Regions from separate parts of the Canis lupus genome. Here region 2 is linked to region 1. A link is a contact called in public Hi-C data. All regions are on one chromosome and are shown on one strand. The core of a region is the stretch at or near the end of the contact, and the rest is flanking DNA. Distances in the headings are between cores, read along the strand shown. Region 1 holds the start of ZDHHC20 (palmitoyltransferase ZDHHC20). Region 2 holds the start of SAP18 (Sin3A associated protein 18).

Region 1 (6,250 bases), core at 1,920-4,419:
TATGAAAGTGAATGAACTTTTATGCTCATCTACACACACAGTTCAGTGATACTGCAGACCTCCCAAATTCTCCATAGTTAACCTCAGATAACTTAGAAGAATTAAGTATAGGGCCTTTATCAGAGCTTTCATTACTGATTATTTAAAAATTCTGTCAAGCATTGACCCTTAATGGTTGCAGAATGTTTTAACTTAATGAAATCCTGGGGTATGATCTCGAAAGGATGGGCCTAAAGCCTAACTGAAGTCATGATCTCCAAAAAGGGCAACAACCTAACCCCATGCACTACCCTTCTCCAATCATAGAACAAAACAATTACAGTTCCAGTGACTTACTAAAGTTATATGTAGTGTAAATATGTAAATCACACTGCAATAGCCACTCAACAACTGTGTGACCTAACCAACAATCTATTCGCTCAGAGTCTCATTTCCTACATCTGGAGGAGATACCTATACTCAGAGATGGAGGATTAAAGAATGAAAATAATATCCCCTCCATCCTTATTAACACATAATACTTTTCAATTCATATTCATTTCCCTTTCCGTATGTTTAACCTCACCTTTTGATTTTTTTTTCCCCCAAAAACCCTCTATAAGGGAGGGTGCCTAAGTGGCTGAGTCAGTTAAGTATCTGCCTTTGGTTCAGGTCATGGTCCTGGGGTCCTGGGGTCCTGGGGTGGAGTCCTACACCAGGTTCCCGGCTCAGCAGGGGTCTGCTTCTCCCTCCTCTGCCACTGCTCTGCTTGTGCTCTCTTCCTCTCTCTCTCTGTGTCAAATAAATAAATAAATAAATAAAATCTTTAAACCATCTACAGTTTAAGCTGTGAGATTTCAACATAAATGCACATTTTTAGTGTTCCTTCAGAAGCTTTACTTCAAAACTACTGTGTAATTAGAATAGGGTAGGAATAATCTTCTGACAGAATTAAATAAGACTGGTACAACTTTTGGAATAAATGCCCACTTCAGAGTAAATAAGATCAAATACCATCACAAGCTGATGAGAATCCTATGATCAGTACCACTTTTGGGAGTAGCTTTAAAAAATACCTAAATCTAGTCAATTTTAATTAATTCAAACATCATTATTCAATAACATTCAACAGATTAACTCCATTATTTTGTGTCCATGTATTCCACAACTAATTTATTCTGGGGCCTATTCACAGGAATGCTTTCCTTAAAATTAAATATTCTATAGGTACAATATGATTTAGTTGAAAGCAATTATTTTCATTTAAAAACCCACCCTCTCAAACTTTTTTTTTTTTTTTAATTTATGATAGTCACACACAGAGAGAGAGAGAGAGAGGCAGAGACACAGGCAGAGGGAGAAGCAGGCTCCATTCACCGGGAGCCCGACGTGGGATTCAATCCCGGGTCTCCAGGATCGCGCCCTGGGCCAAAGGCAGGCGCCAAACCGCTGCGCCACCCAGGGATCCCCCTCTCAAACTTTTTGAGCCAAGGCATTCTCTTTCATGTGCAGAACTCAGTTTTAACCAAGTATTTGAGAATTGTACAAGTCTAGAGCCACAACTGGAAAAGTCTTCATTCTGCCACTTGCAAGTGGAGTGGGTGGTACAACTACTTTTCATTTCACATTATCAATCAACCTCAGGGGGCTTTTTCTTTTTTTCCTTAAGATTTTTTAATTTAAGAGACAGAGAGAGCACAGGCAGGGGGAGCAGCAAGCAGAGGGAGAGGGAGAAGCAGCCTCCCCGCTGAGCAGGAAGCCTGACAGCAGGGCTCGACCCCAGGACGCTGGGATCGTGACCTGAGCTGAAGGCAGGCACTTAACCCACTGCGCCTCCCAGGCACCCCGCGAAGGCTTTTTTCAAATGTACAGAACCAGGGTCCACTAGATAGCCGCGGCCTGGCGTATGCTAAAACTAGATCACTCTGGATGCCAAGGGATGGCCTGTACCAACACCATTTACTATTTGGTCCTCAGTTCCCAGGAAGAATTGATACGAAGAGCAGACACAGCAGAAGCGGAAGGCCAGAAGAGCCCTAAAATAGCCGCACCCCCAAAGCCTGCGAGCAATTCGCGTAAGGCAGAGTACTCATCACTATCACACAGTCGGGGCCCTCAAACAGTGCTTCGAGGACAACCAATTTCTTTCCATTTTAACGGCCACCTACTGAAATCTGGGTCTTAAATCCTCGGACTGTATCCTGGGTGTTACTCCTTTTCCACCGCAGGGAACCCGGTGAGAACCTGGTGCACTAAGAACTAGCGAGAGCCCTGGCAGGGACGGAAGCGAAAGCCCTAAAGTCTGAGGATGGAAGAAAGACGGACCTCCAGCACCGACAGACCAGGAAAGAGAGAACCCGGCTCCATATCTCCTCTCCCTCCTTCTTTCGGTCTTAAAATAACACTGTGTGTGAGTGAGTGGACGCAGAGGCGGAAGAAATGAACTTTAAACGGGTCCGGGGCCACCAGAAATGAGCAGCGGGCAGCGCTGTGCCCCGGGGCCCAACCTGCCGGCCGCCGGCGGCGACCAGACCACCTGCCTCCCCGCCGCCCCGCCCGCTCCCCTTCCCGCGCTGCTGGGGCGGTGGAGGACGAGCAGATGCCCGCGTTCTAAACAGGAACAGAAGCAGAGTGAGCGCGCGCGCACACACACACACACACACACACACACACACACACACACGCGGCTCCCCCGCCGAGGACACGCCGCGTCCGAACCCAGCAGCCCCGGAGCCACCGGAGCCCGGGCGCCCCGACCGCCCTGCCCCCAGGGCGCCCCCGAGGCCGCCCCCCAAGGCCGCCCCGCGCCGCCCCGCAGCGCGCTGACAAAGCCCCGGGCGCGTCGGCCTGCTCCCGGGTCGGGGTCGGGGCCGGGCCCGGCGGGCCTCGAGGGCAGGCGCACGCCGGGGGCTCGGTACTCACACACGCACAGCTCCACCACGTACGCGTAGTAGGACCAGACGACCACGAAGGTGATGAAGAGCACCGGCACCCAGCCCACGCCGCGCTGGCAGCAGCGCCAGAACGTCCACGGCGCCATGTTCCGCCGGCGGCTGCTGCGCCCGGCGCCCCACGGTCCAGCGGAGCGCCCGGGCCCCGGCGGCGGCGGCGGCGACTCGGCTGCTCGAGGCCGCTCCTCGCCCACGGACCCCGCCTCCCAGCCCGAGCCCGAGCCCGAGCCCGAGCCCGAGCCCGCGGAAGAGTAGACGGGAGGCCCCTCCGCGACTCCTCCCCGAGCCGCTCCCGGCCAGGTCCCGCCCCCGCCCGGCATCCCAACGCCCCCCCACCCCCGCCCCCCCGCGCCCACGCCCACGCCCGCCCCGCCCCGCCTCCGCCTTCGCCCGCCGCAGCCCGCGGCGCGCCCCGGTGGGCGGGGCCGAGCCCGAGCGTGGGGCGGGGCCGGGCGTGGGGCGGGGCCTCGGGGACGGCCCGGGGGGTGTGGCTGGGCTGGCGGGGTGGGAGGCGGAGGAGGCCGGGGGAGGAGAGGAGGAAGTGAGCCTGGGGGCACCCGCGAGACGAAAGGCGCCTCCTCGAGCGCCGACCGGGAGAGCGAGCTGCTTTGGGGGCGCTTGGCCCACGCCGGGAGGCCGCCGGGAACGGTCCCTCGGCCGATTCGTGGGCCTCGGGCCTCTCAGTACAGAACGTGGTCTCCTGGGGCCCTGCGGCCCCTGACCGGTGCGGCCCGTGTTCGGATAGGACCGGCCCGAGCCACCCCGGCTGCGGGCGAGGAATACCTATTGTTAAGAATCCCTGTATTTTGCAGTGATTTGCTCCATGTTTCAGGCGGAACTGACAGATGAAAACCCCTATCTGAACATCCCTCCCCGGGAGAAGGGGGCGCCCGAGGGACCCCACGGGGACACGCTATCATTTTTTCCACGATGGAACTGAACTGGTGGATGTCTGTGATTTAGGAGGGAAGCCGTGTGCAGTCTGTCACTTTGATTTGAAACCCGAATCTCGGGGATCCCTGGGTGGCTCGGGGTTTGGCGCCCGCCTTTGACCCAGGGTGTGATCCTGGAGACCCGGGATCGAGTCCCACGACAGGCTCCCTGCATGGGGCCTGCTTCTCCTTCTGCCTGTGTCTCTGCCTCAATCTCTCTCTCTCTCTCTCTCTCACATGAATAAATAAATAAATAATTTTTTTAAAAAAAGAAAAAAATCTAAAACTGAGCTGTGGAAAAGGGAGCAACAGCCCTCTCCCTGCCCCTAAACCACTGCTGAAATCTTGAGTTTATTTACAACTGGGAAATCTTGCTAAATAATGCCTGTAGTCATAACAACCTAGAAGCATCACTGTGAAGACATCATAATACAAGGTCAGAAGCATTACGAGTAATTCCAAGCCTCATTTCCAGTTACTATCATGTCTATTCTTGTTAGACTAAGATTTTCATTAGCTACTACTCACTAAAGTCTCTATGAGACAGATATCCCCCGTTTATAGTGTGATATGAAGGTCTGTGAAATATTAACAGATAATATTTAACTACAGCACACCAGTGGTAGAAATAATAAAGCATGTGTAAATTATTTTGTTCTCCCAGATTTTGTATCTTGAAAGTCATGTTAGTGGCAAAAATGACAGTAGGTTAAAGGCACTAAAGTGAATCACATTCAGCTTGTTTTCCAGAGGGGTTGCTTAGGAAAGTTAGGCTTCAGGCTGGAATTTGGATTGGCATGAAGACCATAACTTAAAGCCTTTTCTCTTCCTGCCACCTATGTATATAAAAAAACATCTTACTAAAGCTCAGTACAAATGCCATGCCTTCCAGCATTCTTATCTGGAAATGATTCATTTCTGTTGTACCATTTTGCTTAATACCTGTAGAAGTTTCCTAGGGCTGCCATAACAAACCACCACAAACTGGATGGCTTAACACAACAGAAATTTAGTGTCTCACAGTTTAGAAGTCCTAAATTAAGGTGACAGCAGGCTGTACTTCCTCTGAAAACCATAGGGGCTAATTCTTGCCCATTACCTAGCTTCTGGTAGTAGCCATCAATCTTCAGCATTCCTTGGCTTGCAGCTGGATCACTCTAATCTCTGCCTCTCTTGTCACGTTTTCCCTTCCTGTGTCTGTATCTCTATGTCTATTCTCTATTGGATTGAGTGCCCACCCTACTCCAGTATTACCTCATTTTAACAAATTCCTTGCAAGAATCCTACTTGAAATAAGGTCATATTCTGGGCAGCCCAGGTGGCTCAGTGGTTTAGCGCCAACTTTAGCCCAGGGCCTGATCCTAGAGATCCAGGATCCAGTCCCAAGTTGGGTTCCCTGCATGGAACCTGCTTCTCCCTCTGCCTGTGTCTCTGTCTCTCTCTCTGTCTCATAAATAAATAAAATATTTTTAAAAAATAATAAGGTCATATTCTAAAGTACGGGAGTTAGGACTTCAACAGGTCTTTTGGGAACACAATCCAACCCATAACAACACACATTTTTTTTTTAGATTTTTATTTATTTATTTGTGTGTGTGTGTGTGAGAGAGAGAGAGAGAGAGAGAGAGAGAGAGCATGAGTGGGGGAGCGGCAAAGGGAGAGAGAAACAGTCTCCCCCACTGAGCCCAATGCTGGGCTCAATCCCAGAACCCTGGGTTCATGACCCCAGCCAAAGGCAGATGCCCAACCGACTAAACCACCAAGGCACCCCATCACGCACATATTTTTTATCCTTTTTATTTTCTTATTTGTGAGCATGTTTCTAGATTTTTTTAAATTTTTATTTTATTTTATTTATTTATGATAGGCACACAGTGAGAGAGAGAGAGAGAGAGGCAGAGACACAGGCAGAGGGAGAAGCAGGCTCCATGCACCGGGAGCCCGACGTGGGACTCGATCCAGGGTCTCCAGGATCGCGCCCTGGGCCAAAGGCAGGCGCTAAACCGCTGCGCCACCCAGGGATCCTGTTTCTATCTTAAATGACTAGACATGAATTAATGTTCCTTTGCCTGTAATCAGTAAGAGCTAGCAACTTAAATATCTTCTTTCCTTTTCCATGTTGGGCTGGTGATTTTACACCATCTCGGCTACTGATTGTGACAGCAGAGTATCATTCAAAGATTTTAAGTGGGGTAGTGATATGAATGGAATGACATTTTTTAACAGTCCCCCTGGCCTTAGTGGGAAGAATAGACTGGAGGAAATAAATGGACTAGAGGCAGAGAAACCAGTTAGAATGCTGTTTCAGTCATACAAACAAGAGGTGTGGCGGCCTGAACTTGGGTGTGTCAGTGAAGAAAGTGATAAGAAAGCTGTTTAAGACTTCTG
Region 2 (6,250 bases), core at 2,033-4,532, 130 kb before region 1:
ACACCCTCTCTAGTGAGAAAGACTACTTACTAGTCCCTTAGAAGCTCCCTGGATGCCCTTCAAAAATTGCATTACCCCAGCTTACTCCCAGAGGTAACACTATACTGAATTTAGTGTCAATCATTGCCTGGCTTCTCTTTATAATTTTACCACTTAGTGTTTGTTTCCCTAAACAGTATCTGGGGGAAGGAGGAGAGAAATTTCCTATTTTTAAACTTCCCAAAATTGAATCCTATTGTATGTATTGTTCTGTGACTTGTCTTTTTAAGTCTAGCTTTTAAGCATGTTGATTCCTATTTTCAAATTTTTATGGAATTTCAGTTTATGAATATACTCTTGATAGATATTCATGTTTTTCTAGTTATTGAGAATAAATGTTTGAACATTGTTCAACATGTCGCCTGCTGCTCATGTGTAACAATTTCTCTGGGTATACAAATATGAGTGGAAGAGCTGGATCATATGGTGTGCATGTCTTTCACATCGTCTTTCTAGGTAACACCAATATTTCCACAATGATGAGAGTGGTCTGTAAGAATTCCATTTTCTCCACATCCTTGCCCATAAATGATTGCTTGATTTTTACATTTTGGCCAATCTGGGTGAAATGTTTTTTTTTTTTTTAATTTTTATTTATTTACTTATGATAGTCACAGAGAGAGAGAGAGAGGCACAGAGACACAGGCAGAGGGAGAAGCAGGCTCCATGCATCAGGAGCTTGATATGGGATTCGATCCCGGGTCTCCAGGATCGCGCCCTGGGCCAAAGGCAGGCGCCAAACCGCTGCGCCACCCAGGGATCCCGAAATGTTATCTTATTGCGGTTTAAATGTGCATTTCTATGATTATTCATGAGGTTGGACATCTTTTCATATGTTTACACATAATTTGTGTTTCCTCTTCTATGAAATGCCTATCATGACTTGTGCCCATTTTTCTATTGGATTGTTTGTATTTTTTTGTATCAATTGATATGTCTGGGGGGGGAGCTTTTTTAATAGCAAACAATAGTCATACAGAAGAGTGTAAAACATAAACATACTGCTTAAAGAGTAATTTAAAAACTGTGTGGGCAGCCCGGGTGGCTCAGCGGTTTAGCGCCACCTTCAGCCCAGGGCGTGACCCTGGAAACCCTGGATCGAGTCCCACGTCCGGCTCCCTGCATGGAGCCTGCTTCTCCCTCTGCCTGTGTCTCTGCCTCTCTCTCTCTCCTGTGTATTCTCATGAATAAATAAATAAAATCTTAAAAAAAAAAAAAAAACTGTGTAACCACCACAAACATAAAAGAATGTTGCCAACACTTCAGAAACACCTCCTCTGCACTCCCCCACCCCATCAGTCTTTTCTCAGACGTAATTACCATTCTGATTTTTTTTTAATTTTATTTATTTATAAAATTAAGAGGCAGACGCTCAACTGCTGAGCCACCCAGGCGTCCCACCATTCTGACTTCTGTTAGTGATTCATCACTTTTTTTTTCTATAGTCTTATCACTTGGGAATGCACCCTGAACAGTATTGTTTAGTATCGCCTGCTTTTGAACGTTATAAAAATGGATTCACACAGCACATTAATGCTATTTCACATTGTTGTAGTTTCATGTAGCTGTAGTTTGTTCATTTTTGTTGTTGTATAGTATTCCATTGCTGTTTGGTACTTGTTTCTGTACAGTGCACCACGATTCACTTAGTTAATGTACTCGTGATGGAAATGGGGTTTTGTTCTTATGAACAATATTAAGAACATTCTTAACAATACACTGGATACACTTGAGCAAGGTCTTCTCTAGAGTATATACCAAGCAGCGGGATTGTTAGATCTAAAGTATACACATCTTCGACTTTACTAAATAATCCTAAACTACTTTCCAAAGTGGGTACCAAAGTGGGTATACCAATCTGCTTTCACCACGAGTATTAGAAAATGCCCATCAGTCCACCAACAAATGTCAAATTTTTGCTTTGTTAGTGAGTGTAGTTTGTTACAAACCAATCACTATGTTTTTTTTTTTTTTTTTAAGATTTTATTTATTCATGAGAGACACACACACAGAGAGAGAGAGAGAGAGGCAGAGACACAGGCAGAGGGAGAAGCAGGCTCCATGCAGGGAGCCCGACGGGGGACTCGATCCAGGGTCTCCAGGATCACAACCTGGGCTGAAGGCGGCGCTAAACTACTGGGCCACCGCGGCTGCCCAATACATTTTATTTTTTTAAATTACACTTCAGTGTTTGGGGTACAAGTAAATACATGGCATAGTAATTTTTAAAAGATTTTTTATTATTTATTTATTCATGAAAGACAGAGAGAGAAGCAGAGACACAGGCAGAGGGAGAAGCAGGCTCCATGCAGGGATCCCGACTTGGACTTGATCCCGGGTCTCCAGGATCACGCCCCGGGCTGAAGGCGGCGCTAAACGGCTGAGCCACCCGGGCTGCCCGGCTCTATGGTTTTCATGCAATCTCTGACTAGTAAGGAGCTTGAGCATCTCATGGTTATTAGCCATGTGGGTTTCTTCATTTTAAAAGCACTTTTCGGTTATTTTACCCATCTTCCATTGGGTTGTCTGTTCTTTAATAAAAGCTATGGGACACTAGCTTTTGTCAATCACCTGCATCATGGAAATTTTTTACCACTCTGTGGTTTTTCTTTCTTGATGATGTATTTTAAGGTCAGGCCTCGTGGCTTTACTTTTTTTTCGATTTAAATCTCGTCAGGTTCACCGATCTCTGGCTCCACGCCTTTTGTATCACGTATCCCAACGCACTGATCCTGAAGCGCGTTCACGCTACGCCACAAAGTTCTCGTCCTGCTGTTCACACGCGGGTCCCTGGCCCACCGCGTGCGGAGGCGCCCGTCACCCTCCCGCGGTACAGACGGCTGACGATTTCGCGAGCACACACTGCAGCACCGTCTTCCCCTCCATTTCGCAGCCTCTTCCGTCTTCCCTCTGGCGTCCGGTTCCCATCCAGGTCTTCCTTTATTCCAGAGTTTGATGCTCCGCTGACTCACTGATCCCCTGTACCACTCTCGAGTCCTTCGTTTGCGAACATTCACTACGCGGGAACAATGCCCCGCCGGCTTGTTTGTCCCGCGAACAACTGGCGGTCACTTCCTCAGCCTCCGAACACCCACAGCGACACGATCCCTCAGAAACCCCGCCCCGCGGACGCCAACGCCCGCCTTTTTCCTGAGGACGCAACACGCAGGCGTGGCCGGGCCCGGGCTCACGCGCCGCACAACGAACTGCGCCTGCGCCAGCAAACGCCCCGCCCCTCCTCCCCGGTCCTCTATAAAGCCTCGAGCTTCTCCTCGCGAGAGACTCCGTTCTCATGCTCGCTGCGGGGGTCGGAGGTCAGAGCGAGCGTCTCGCGGGCCGTAGGAGGAAGATGGCGGTGGAGTCGCGCGTTACCCAGGAGGAAATTAAGAAGGAGCCGGAGAAACCGATCGATCGGGAGAAAGTATGGGATCCGGAGAGAGGTGGAGGTGGGCCCGGCGGGGCGGAGAGCGCGGCCTGCGTGCAGGAAGCGGCAGTGTTTGCTCCCCGGGCTGTAAGAGGCCGCGACGCCTCCGGAGGGAAAGGGAGCCCCGGACCCGAGCCGCTTTCTTTAACTTCTGCCCTCCTTTTCCTCCTCTGCTCCCAGACGTGCCCGCTGCTGCTGCGTGTTTTCACCACCAATAACGGCCGCCACCACCGAATGGACGAGTTTTCCCGCGGAAACGTGCCGTCCAGCGAGCTCCAGATCTACACTTGGTGAGAGCGCGGGGTCCGCGGGGGCGGGACCCGGGGGGTGGTCGGGCATTAACACAGTAATTCCCTCCGTGGCTCCGCTTCCTCCCCTTCCGGGTCCTTGGGCCCGGCTCTCAGAAAGTTGGAAGTTTTAGTTGTTAGGTAAAAGGGGATTCTCCCATCTTGTAATACAATTAAGCTTCATGTTCAAACTTTTGGGTTGTGAAGAACTGACGCACCCAGGATTGCTATCACTGTTGTGGCTGCTTGGTATAAAAATACACGTAGATAAATAAAATGCAGTAGCTGCCCTGAAGGGGCCCGTAGTCAACTAAATGGTACTAGAATTACATAGTAAAGTAAATCCTCAAGAGCATTTCTGTGAAATATTAAGCCTTCAATGCTATAGTATTAAAAAAGGAAATCAGCAAAAACCCAACTGATTTCTGATCTGGTGCTTAATGGAAAAGCTTTTAATGTGTGTTTCGTGAAGACCTGCCCCTGAATGTTTATGTGTACCTTCTCTACCCCTAAGTCTTTCTTAGGGCCATTACATGTTGTAAGCATATTTTTAGAGCTGCATATGTTTCCTTAGTTTGACATCATAATGGCTGTGTAGTAGCAGTAAAAAGTTAAGTGTTAAATATATATCTTTATTATATAACGTTAAATTTGCTATTATAATTCTTAAATGTATGATTCAGTTGCATCAGTTATATTCGCATTGTGCAACTATTACCTATTACCAAAACTTTTTCCCCCTCCTTGGCAGAAGTTACCCAGTAAGCAGTAATTTTCCATTCCTTTCTTCCCCGATAGACTCTAATCTAGTTTATATCTATATGAATTTGCCCAGTCTAGGTATTTCACACAAGTGTTGTGTTTGGCTTATTTCAGTGTGACATTTACAAGGTTCATCCATGTTGTAGCACATTCTTTTTTATGTGCACACAACTTCATTTTTTTTTTATGGCTTAATATTTTAATGTATGGATATACCACGTTTTGTCTGTCCACTTTTCTGTTGATAGGTACTTGAGTTTCCATTTTTTTGGCTTTTGTGAATAATGTTGCTATGAACCTGGGTATGCACATATCGTTTGAATCCTTTTGGGTATATTCCCAGAAATAGGATTGCTGGATCATAACATTATTACATGTTTAACTTTTTAAGGAATAAGGAAATAACAAGCTGGTTTTCACAGCAGCTGCACCATTTTACAGCCCCAGAGAGTGTGTAATTTTAAACTGTGAGTCCAGCACTCACTCCTTTAAAGACTGGGACCGTAATTGTCTTTGTGTTGGTATTGGTTAAAGTTATGTAATATGATTTTAGTTCAGCATCATTCCAGGATAAAAGCTCCAGGAAGGTTGATTTAACTTACAAGAAAGAACTGTTACTAATGTATTGATGAAAACTCTGTTCGGGATTGAAGTGTATACTTCTCCAGGCATCAGAGTTCTATTTGCTAGGTGCTGTGCTTAGATTTTGAGGGTATGAAGTAAAGAAGGTACTGCCCCTCCACGCAGTCAGCTCAGCCTACTGGAGAAAGCAGATGAATAAATGCTAATTAGGTAAGACTTAAGGGTGAAGATAGCAGAGTGAGATTGTTCCAAAGATCCTTTACTCCTAATCCAGAAAAAAAATTACGTAAAAATTCTGCCCAAAACTGTCCTATCCCTAAACTGCAACCAAATAAGGAAAAGCAACTTATGTTATACCTTAAAATGATGGTCAAAGACAAAAATTCTGAAAGACTTGTGGTTGGTGTGACAGCACAGAGTCCTGCCCCCTTTTCCAGAAACAGTACTGAAGGAAGATTAGTTAACAAATCTTGGGAATTCTCAATTTGTAGAAGTAGACTGTAGGACTGAATAGGCAGCCCTAAGATAAGTCTAAGAAAAAGGAGTGAAGTCCAGAGGAGCCTAGCAGAAGTCAGTTGAGTTTGCCAAAGTTCAAGGCACTGTGTGGAGTTGGAGGAACAAGCCAGACACCACAGGAGTGGTAAATCTCCCTTGCTCGGGTGGTCATTAAACAGGTTATTGAAAGGGAAGTAATTAGGTAGCTATATCAGGGTTTAGCTAGAAAAATGGAACCAGTCGGAGATCTGTATGAAGAGATTGATTGCAGAGAATTGGCTCACATAATTATGAGGGCTGCCTAGATAACTAAGTCCCTAATCTATGGGGTGAGCTATAAGGAAGGGCCAGGCTAGAACAAACTCTCAAACAAGAGCTAAGACTGCTCACAGCAGCCTGAATTTTTTTTAGAGAAGCTGCACTCTGCTCTTAAGGTCTTTTCAACTACTTGAATCAGGCCTATTCAGATTTTCTGGGATCATTTAAATTTAAAGCCAACTAGTTATAGACTTGGACTACACACACAAAATACCTTATAGCAACACCTCCATTAGTGTGATTGAGTAACAGACTGTATTGACACACAGAATTGCAAAATTGACACACAAAACAGCCTCACGGTCGCTTAGCAAAGACTTCAGCCCCAAGAGAGCTCTCGCGT

Evidence for each region. A called contact is a pair of places that touch in the nucleus more often than the background predicts.
Region 2: a Hi-C map of blood shows a contact between it and region 1, with 3 times the contacts expected there. The contact joins the promoter of SAP18 here to the promoter of ZDHHC20 in region 1. A contact is called at or near these places in 2 of 9 Hi-C or Micro-C datasets (amygdala and blood).

Annotation. Positions count from the first base shown.
Region 1 is chr25:16,958,111-16,964,360 of UU_Cfam_GSD_1.0, reverse strand. ZDHHC20 (palmitoyltransferase ZDHHC20) reads right to left here and starts at 3,169. Exons shown (of 13, transcript XR_005378493.1): 1 at 2,902-3,169.
Region 2 is chr25:17,089,911-17,096,160 of UU_Cfam_GSD_1.0, reverse strand. It overlaps SAP18 (Sin3A associated protein 18), which reads left to right and starts at 3,282. Exons shown (of 4, transcript NM_001252161.1): 1 at 3,282-3,460; 2 at 3,644-3,753. The coding sequence starts at 3,332. It overlaps SKA3 (spindle and kinetochore-associated protein 3), which reads right to left. Exons shown (of 10, transcript XM_038573491.1): 10 at 6,198-6,250.